2 separate regions of the Sus scrofa genome follow, and region 2 is linked to region 1. The links are chromatin contacts, called in public Hi-C maps. All regions are on one chromosome and are shown on one strand. The core of a region is the stretch at or near the end of the contact, and the rest is flanking DNA. Distances in the headings are between cores, read along the strand shown.

Region 1 (4,095 bases), core at 1,482-3,981:
AGCAAGTGACACCATCAGAATGATCTCTGTGATTAACTTATCTTGGGTCCCAGAGGGAAAAGCAATGGCTTCCATTGCTCTATAATTTCTAGCTGGAAAGAGGGCGGGCACGAACACCCATAATATTTAGAAGGGAGGAAGGGAATCAAACATCTACTCCTGAAGCTCTGAAATGGTTGAGAAGCACCTCATTCATTCCTAACTTCTGGGGAAAGAGCACCCGACTTTTGCAAAGCAGCAAAGGACGTGCCAGTGGCACCCAGCATTTTATCCACTAATTAACGCAAGAGGCGCCATGCTACATTCTCTTACGCATGAGGCTGGTGGGTCACTCTAGGCCTTGTTTTAATCATATAGGCAGGTGTCTTAGAAAATACCATTTTTCAAAAATATTAAGCAATTACTTCTTGTTCAGCCTTTTCTTTTTCCATCTTTCCATATTTCCTCTGGCTTTTGACAAATAGGGAGCATTCCTAGTTGCTACTAATACCCCTCCACACCACAAATTTTTTTTTTCCCTCCTTTTTGGGCTTGCACCTGTGGCACATGGAAGTGTTCGGGACAGGGGTCAAATTGGAGGCTGCAGCTGCCAGCCAATAATACAGGATCCAAGCGTGTCCGATGGCAATGCTGGATCCTTAACCTACAGAGTGGGGCCAGGGATGGAACCTGCATCCTCGTGGATACTAGTCAGGTTCATTACCACTGAGCCACCATGGGAACTCCTCTCCAACAAAATTCTTTCAGGCATTTTCAAAGCTTCCTTATAAGTAAAGACACCAAGTCAGCAGTTGCATAAAGAAGGGGAAATGAGGGTTGAATTGTGGGGGGAGGAGCTATGGGGTACAAACAGGGCTCCCAGGAATGATTGCTGGCTCGTCACTTTGACCTGGCACCACCCAAGTTTCTTCTTCCTACAAGATTTCCAAAGGCTGAGGCTGTAATACTAAACCCTGTATTTATTGGTTACCCCATGTGAAGGGACCATAAGTGTCAGCTTTCTTTCATGCCTTTAGTTTCTTTGTTTGTCAGAAGTAGTTTATCAGCTTTGGTCAGAACCCCACCTTCTTTTATTTACAGCCAATAGGTGAGTGAAGCCTGTACCCACCAAATAAGTCTGCAGAATGGATATGAGGAAGTAGGCTGTGTTATTTTTGATTGAATTCTCAATTAACAAAGACAGTTCTCAAAAACACTTCCTATTAACTTCGACCCAAGACCACCATTCATAAAAGAAAGTAGGCCAAGGTAGGAAGCTGTCAGAATCAGAGAGGGTCAAAGAATTGTAAAGCATCAAACAAATCTAAAATAAAACCAAGCAATCCCAAACCACACTGAGAGCTCTCTGAACATGGGTGATGATGGCTCTAGAATTTCTTTATAGATGGGGCTTAGAGACGGCACTTACATTTTATGAAGGACAGAACCCCAAAGGGTTCATTGAACAGAATGGGAGAAGTGAGGGAAAGAAGACCTGGTGAGGTGCAGAAGTCACCCCAAACATGCCTCACCTCCACTGATAATGACCTTTGATGTGTTAGGGAGATGGCATTCAAGTCCCAGGACCATCTCACTATGCTCCCGGCTCAGCAAATTAGAAGGAACAAATCAGTATGATGATGCCCTGAGAGCATCCATGTAGGTGACAGACTTCTGAGAATGAGGACCATCTAACCTCATGACTGAGCAAAGCTAATGAGCCACAGTGTTGCCCATAGCAAGGGCAGGCTTCTAGGTTCTCAGAAATAAGAGAACCTAGAAGCCTACACATTACACCAAATTAGTCACAAAGCAATGGGTAATACACTGGGAATCCCTTCTGGAGCATCTAGAAATTACTATTATAAAGACCTTTGGGCTAAGTGTCTCAGTTGTTTTATTTTTTAGATACGGTCCTTCACGCAGACCCAGTGTCACCAATAACAGTGAATCAAGTTTCTGAATGAAAAACTGCTCTGGTTCCAAAACTGAATCCGAGGGATGCTGACTTATAAACCTTAAGATATAAAGTGAGAAACTGAGTCCAGGATTAATTCCTTGCTCTTAAGATGACTCTCCTTGGGGAGAGCTGACACAGGAAAAAAAAAAAGGTATTACCTTCCCGGGAAAATGTCCTGGGACTGGGCTGCGGGCTACTCTGGCCATCTCTCTCCTTGTCCGAAGGAACTTTTTTCAGCACAGGCGGAAGAAGAGCGACTTTAGGCGAACCCGGGCTGGATGGAGAGTGTGGGAGGTCCTCTATGGAAACACAAAGCCACATGTCAAACTGTGCCATGAACTGGATTCCTAAAGCATAAGCTGTTTAATCTTTACATACAAACAACCAATCATTTTTTAAAAAAGCATCATAGAATTTTCTGGCCCCAAACTGGTCTCATAGAGCTCAGTGAAGTAACAAACAAGAGAGTGAAAAATAATTCAAACTCAACAAAAAGTTAAAATCTGCAGGTGGGAATCTCTTTAGACAGAATTTCAATGAGCTGGTATTTGAAAATTAGATGTAAGTGAACTGAAGGTTGCTTCTGCCTCAAACACAAAGGCTGTTTGTGTTTCTTCAATTGGTGACAGAAATTGTCATTACAAGCCACCGCCTTTACCTGCTGTCAAACCCTGGAAAGTGGTCCCCACGTGGTGTATACAACATATATCCGTGCCTACAGGAGTGAAGGTGCATGTACCTGCGTACAGATACTAAGATCAGGAAGAACAGCTTAGAATCATGGACTTTTGGAACCAGAAAAGACTATGTGGTAATCACTGTACAAATGGAGAAATTAAATGACCTGCCAAGCTAAAAAGATGACAAAATATCTGGGACTAGAACTCGAGTCTCTTAAGTCTAAAGACTGCCCTATTTCACTCTAATTGAAAGGATCAGCTGAACTGCACTCCTTTTTCTGCTCCATTACCAGCAAGGCAGTTCTCAATTTGGGGGGTGCTTGTGGGAGCCCGAGGGCACAGAAGACAACCTTCGGCCAGGTTCTCGTCACTTCCTACTTCAATTCAAGTCTCCACCTGCTTGACGATAGAAGCAGGGATGGGGCAGGATGCGGTGAAAACGGCACTGCCTGTGTTGACAGCCTCTTAGAAGCGTGGAGAGGGAATGCAAGGGTGTATTGGAAAATGCCTGCTGAATTCTCAAGCTCTAGCAAAACGTCTGTGGGTTAACATAAGTCTCAATACACTAAATACTACGAACTCAGTGAATGCATTCAGCAAATAAACTGAAACAAAAGCTTCTTGCAACAGAATATTGGGAATCTGGCTATTTTATATTCCGTGTTGGCAACAGGGGAGCCCAAATCCTCTACAACCTGGATTTATTCTATTCGAGATGTTTCCTTACCTCAGACACAGCTGGCCGATGGGAATGCCAGCCTGCTCCTAAGTGGTCATCTTTACTTTTTTAATTTTGAAAAGTATTTTTTTGGCCTCCATTCTCCCCACTTTTTCTGTTTTGAAGCTTTTTTTTTTTTTTTTTTTTTTTAAAACCACACCTACGGCATGTGGAAGTCCCTGGGCCAGGTATCAAACTCTTGCCATATAGCAGGGATAGGATCCTTAACCTGTTGAGCCACCAATCATTAGATTTTCTGATCCCAGAGTCAGCAAACATTTTCTGTTAAGGGCCAAAGTGTAACTATGTTAGGCTCTTCAGACCACATGGCCTTTGCTGCAATGATTTAACTCTGTCCTTTTAGCACAAAAGCAATGGGAGATGCGTATATGCGGTGGGGCTGTGTGCCGGTGACACATTTATAAAAACAGGCCCATAGTTTGCCAAGCTCTGTTCTAACCCTGACAGTTTCACAGGATGGGGGGTAAAACCAGAGCAATTTAAGCTTTCCCTGTTTGTGGTCCTTGTCCTGAAACTGCAGCTCTCTGAAGGGTCTGGGCATCTGGAGATGGCTTTCAGAAAGTTCCACCACAGAGCACTGCCAAGGGGTGAGCACAACACTGGCTGCTTTACCCATCCTGCCTCCACCCTGTAGCCCCAAGCACAAGGCCAGTACCTGAGCAGGTGCCTTGGTGTTGAATGAAGGAACCCTTCAGCCTTTGTCACTTCGGCAGCCTCTGGCAGGTTTGTCATGGCCC
Region 2 (4,001 bases), core at 802-3,301, 110 kb before region 1:
AATTTAGTTCTCTCTTTTTTTTTTTTTTTGGTTCACCTCAAAACTTGATTAAAGGAGGAGGCCACCGGTGACTTAAGGAGATGCCTGGGAAGGGGAAGTTGGTTGAGGTGAGGAAAAGTTGAAGAAAGGAGATCCTAGTGGAACAGCCACTTTCCTCCAGGAGAGGGGATTCCAGGGCTGAGGACAGAGGGTAAGTGCTCAGCTCATCTTCTTCCTCCTCCCCTTGGCTTCTTTCTTCTCTAAACCTACCCTCTCCACCCATCTACCTCTCTGTCTACACACATATCTACAGATCAACCTCTCCCTGGCTCAAACTTATCAAGAGTAGATGATTGTGGTAAATGCTGACAGAAAGAACTCATAAGAACCACATGGGCAGCCTGTTTTGAAAAGAAGGCTTGGGACCTTCTTTTCATTCTTTCCCTTTACATTCTTGCCCTTCCAGCCCTCTGGGTTCTACCTGAGGCTCCCCCGCCACTGCTTTGCTGCCACAAAATGACCAGCTTCCTGCCAGCCATGAGGGTCTACACAAAGTGACAGGAAATCATCCCTCATGAAAAACCTCAAGGTTCAGGCTGAGTCAGTGTCCTTTGAGTATTCCAGGAGGATGCATTCCAAAGGATTATTCATCTAGAAGGGAGGGAAGCGTATTTAATTCCACACTGTAACAGGTCTGGTTAGGACAGGAGCCAGACTCTCCTCTGAACTAAGTTGGGAAATAAGGCTGCTGGGCCTTTTATTCATGGCGACGTGAGGAAGCAGAGTAGAGGCCTGCGTCCCAGTCACCTGGGAGAAAGAAGAGCCTCCAGACTGTGGTAGGTGGTGTCTGAAGTCAGCTTCAGTTTCTACCTGTGCATTAAGAAGCCCCTGCCTTGCCACCAAGCTGCTACAACCACACAGCAGGAGCTGTGAGGACATGAATGAGCACCTGGTGGGATTCAAAAGCCCCCCACACCTCCAAAATGACTCCCAAATATCTCTGGGTATATTTACTCACATCATAGACTATGTAAACCATGCTTCCATGTTCCTGAATTTCTCAGGTTCTGAAAGAAGATGAAAGAAATTGTTGAGGAGTTCCATTAACTACCATATACGTACTTAGGAAACTTAAGTACAAGTGTATGTCTTATCCAAGGTTTACCTCCAAAAACAATGGTAAAAATTTACTCCCAAATATTGCTTGAAGTGAAAAAAACTAAATCAAATCACTAAACCAACCCTATCAATCACAGCAGACGTGTTTTTTTGAGGAGGATTTTTTTTTATCACCCATATTTTTATATCACTTAGGGACATTCATCTATTCTGGACTTGTAGAAAGACATTTTCCCTAAGCTTTTTTTTTTTTTTTTTTTTTTTTTGTCTTTTTAGGGCAGCACCCAAGGTACATGGAGGCTCCTAGGCTAGGGGTCGAATCAGAGCCACACAGCCACAGCAACTCGGGATCAGAGCCAAGTCTGCAGCCCACACCACAGCTCATGGCAAGGCCAGATCCTCAACCCACTGAGCAAGGCCAGTCAGATTCCATCTCCACTGAGCCACAACAGGAACTCCATTTTCCCTAAGTTCTTTCAAGAAGCAGCATTGTCTTGAGCATGCAATGTATCTATGGTGAAGGATCAAGGGGTTTTTTTTTTCCCCTTTTTTAAATTTTCTGTCCATCATAGACATACTTTTATCAAATACAGTAAAATTAAATATAAATATTAGAAAATGCAATAGATCTAAATTATATTTCTCTCTCTATATATATACATATACACACATATATGTGTATATATATATATAAATCAGAAAACACCTAAAACAAGGCTGTTCCCAGAGAGTAAGTGACAGCACTTCTTGCTGCCAGACTGGATGGGCACCAGTCTGTGGACCAGATCTTCAAGAGCACTGAGAAAATTCTCTGGACTTTGAAGTCAGGGTAAATTCTTTTGGGCCTCTGGTTATCAGCTGCATGAGTTTTCTATTGCCACATACCAAACTACAACAAACTTGGCAGCTTAAAACAACACCTCTTTACTAGTCTACACTTGTGTAGTTCCCAAGGCCTGCATAGCAGGGCTGAGTTCTCTGCCCAGAATTTCACAAGACTGAGGTCGATATGTGGGCTAGACTGAGTTCTCATCTGAAAACCCTGGGAAAAGTTTTCTTCCAAACTCATTCTTCTTATTGGTAGAATTAAGGTCTTTGTGGTTGTAGGACTGGGGCTTTTGTGTCCTTGCTGGCTGTCACCTGGGGGCCATTCTTGGCGCTTAGAGACCATGGGTTCCTTGCCCCTGGACCTACACCATCATCAAGCCGTTAACTGTGCATCAAACCCTTCTCATGGTTTGAATCTCTAATTTCCCCTTCCATGCCGAGGCCAGAGAAATCTCTCTACTTTTAAAAGGCTGATGTGATTAGGTCAGGCCCACCTGGATAATCTCCCTGTTTTAAGATCAGCTATGAAAGATAACCTATTTACAGGAGTAAAATCCATGTATTCTCAAACCCAGGAATTCTACTGGGCATGTAAACTGGGGGAAATCCTGGAGGCCATTTTAGAATTCTACCTATCACACCAACCATGAAATGAGGTTATATAATAATTCATACACCAGGAAGAGTCATGAGGGTTGGTAGAAGATGTGAGAACTCCCAAGATGATACAAGGAACTCCATGAATGGCAACACGAGTACACACTTTAGTTAGAGGCTTGACTGTCTCCATCTGCCCTCTGTACTAAAGTGACTGGGATAGTTTCTGGCTCCCAAGTAGGCCCTGATTTTGCTAACTCCTACTCACCTTTAAGATTCAGTTTGCTAACTCCTACTCCTACTTTAAGAGTTACCTCCTCTGGAAAGCTTTCCCAGCTTTCTGCAAGGGCTGAATTTGAAGTCTCATTTTTTCCAAAGACACTTAGGCATATCTGTATCACATCACGTATTTTATTATTTCGGACTCACTTCTGAGATGTAGGAGAGGTGGGAGTAGGGAATGGGAGGGGAATAATATTATCCCTAAAGAAAATTTGCAAGAATTGGATAAAAAACAGACAAAAACCCTTTTTTACCAAGATTCACCTATTCTCAGTGTTTTCTTAATTTGCATGTTCATAATAATAATAAAATACAAGTTATCAATTTATGGAAACAGATCAATTCTGGATTATTTCCTGTTTTTGTAAATAAAGTTGTATTGAAATAGCTGAACCCATTTCTTTACATATTATGAGGAACGAGTTGGCACAAACAAGAGGTAGGAAAGAGTTCCTGTAGTGGCTCAGCAGTAATGAGCCTGACTAGGATACATGAAGATGTGGGTTTGATCCCTGACCTTGCTTAGTGGGTTAAGGATCTGGCATTGCCATCAGCTGTGGTGTAGGCCACAGATGTAGCTTGGATCTGGCATTACTGTGGCTGTGGTTGTGACCAGCAGTTGTAGCTCTGTTTCCACCCCTAGCCTGGGAACTTCCATATGCCGAGGGTGTGGCCCTAAAAAGCAAAAAAAAAAAAAAAAAAAAAAAAGTTGGAAGTTTCCAGGTCATATAAGGAAGCACCTGGTTAAAACTTTTGCATATTCTGAGTATTGCAAATATGATCTCATAGTGGGTTGCAAATCTGCTGCAGGAAAAAAAAGTTGTAGCCAGTAGGGAGCGTCTTAACATTTCTGTGAACCTGAGCCTACCAGCAATCAAAGACAGAAATAGATATTTTCTCTGGCATGCTGGCAGGGCTAGGATGGGCAATGGGGAAGGGGAGGGTCAATGACTTAGGAAAAACAGCCAGGCATGTAGTCAGACATATCTCTCTTGAGCAAGTTATCTGATCTTCAGATTTTGGGGCATGATTCTCCGTGTCTGGAAGACCACTCTGCATATCCAGTTCAGCTAAAAAATATTCGGCAAAACATTTGGAGATGAAGTTTCCTTGTCAGGGGTATAACCTTCTTTACAATATTTTCCTTGATGGGTGTAATCCTTTTTTTTTTTTTTTTTTTGCTATTTCTTGGGCTG

The links. Hi-C and Micro-C count contacts between places; a contact is called where the count stands out from the background.
Region 2: a Hi-C map of liver shows a contact between it and region 1, with 7 times the contacts expected there. The contact joins two enhancer-like sites. A contact is called at or near these places in 4 of 47 Hi-C or Micro-C datasets (embryonic fibroblasts, liver and skeletal muscle) and 1 of 2 datasets of contacts at active chromatin or transcription factors (alveolar macrophages).

The regions. Positions count from the first base shown.
Region 1 is chr7:20,341,132-20,345,226 of Sscrofa11.1, reverse strand. It overlaps CARMIL1 (F-actin-uncapping protein LRRC16A), which reads right to left. Exons shown (of 37, transcript XM_013977486.2): 36 at 2,098-2,238. LOC110261657 (a long non-coding RNA gene) reads left to right here. Exons shown (of 3, transcript XR_002346102.1): 3 at 1,888-1,973. Among named protein-coding and RNA genes, the nearest start is that of SCGN, 47 kb to the left of the region's middle. Within about 2 kb of position 2,731, at least 1 of the 83 cell types and tissues checked has an H3K27ac peak or open chromatin away from gene starts, as enhancers often do. A contact at or near this core is called in liver, where this site is marked.
Region 2 is chr7:20,454,806-20,458,806 of Sscrofa11.1, reverse strand. LOC106504348 (a long non-coding RNA gene) reads left to right here. Exons shown (of 3, transcript XR_002345597.1): 2 at 55-190. Among named protein-coding and RNA genes, the nearest start is that of SLC17A4, 33 kb to the left of the region's middle. Within about 2 kb of position 2,051, at least 2 of the 83 cell types and tissues checked have an H3K27ac peak or open chromatin away from gene starts, as enhancers often do. A contact at or near this core is called in liver, where this site is marked.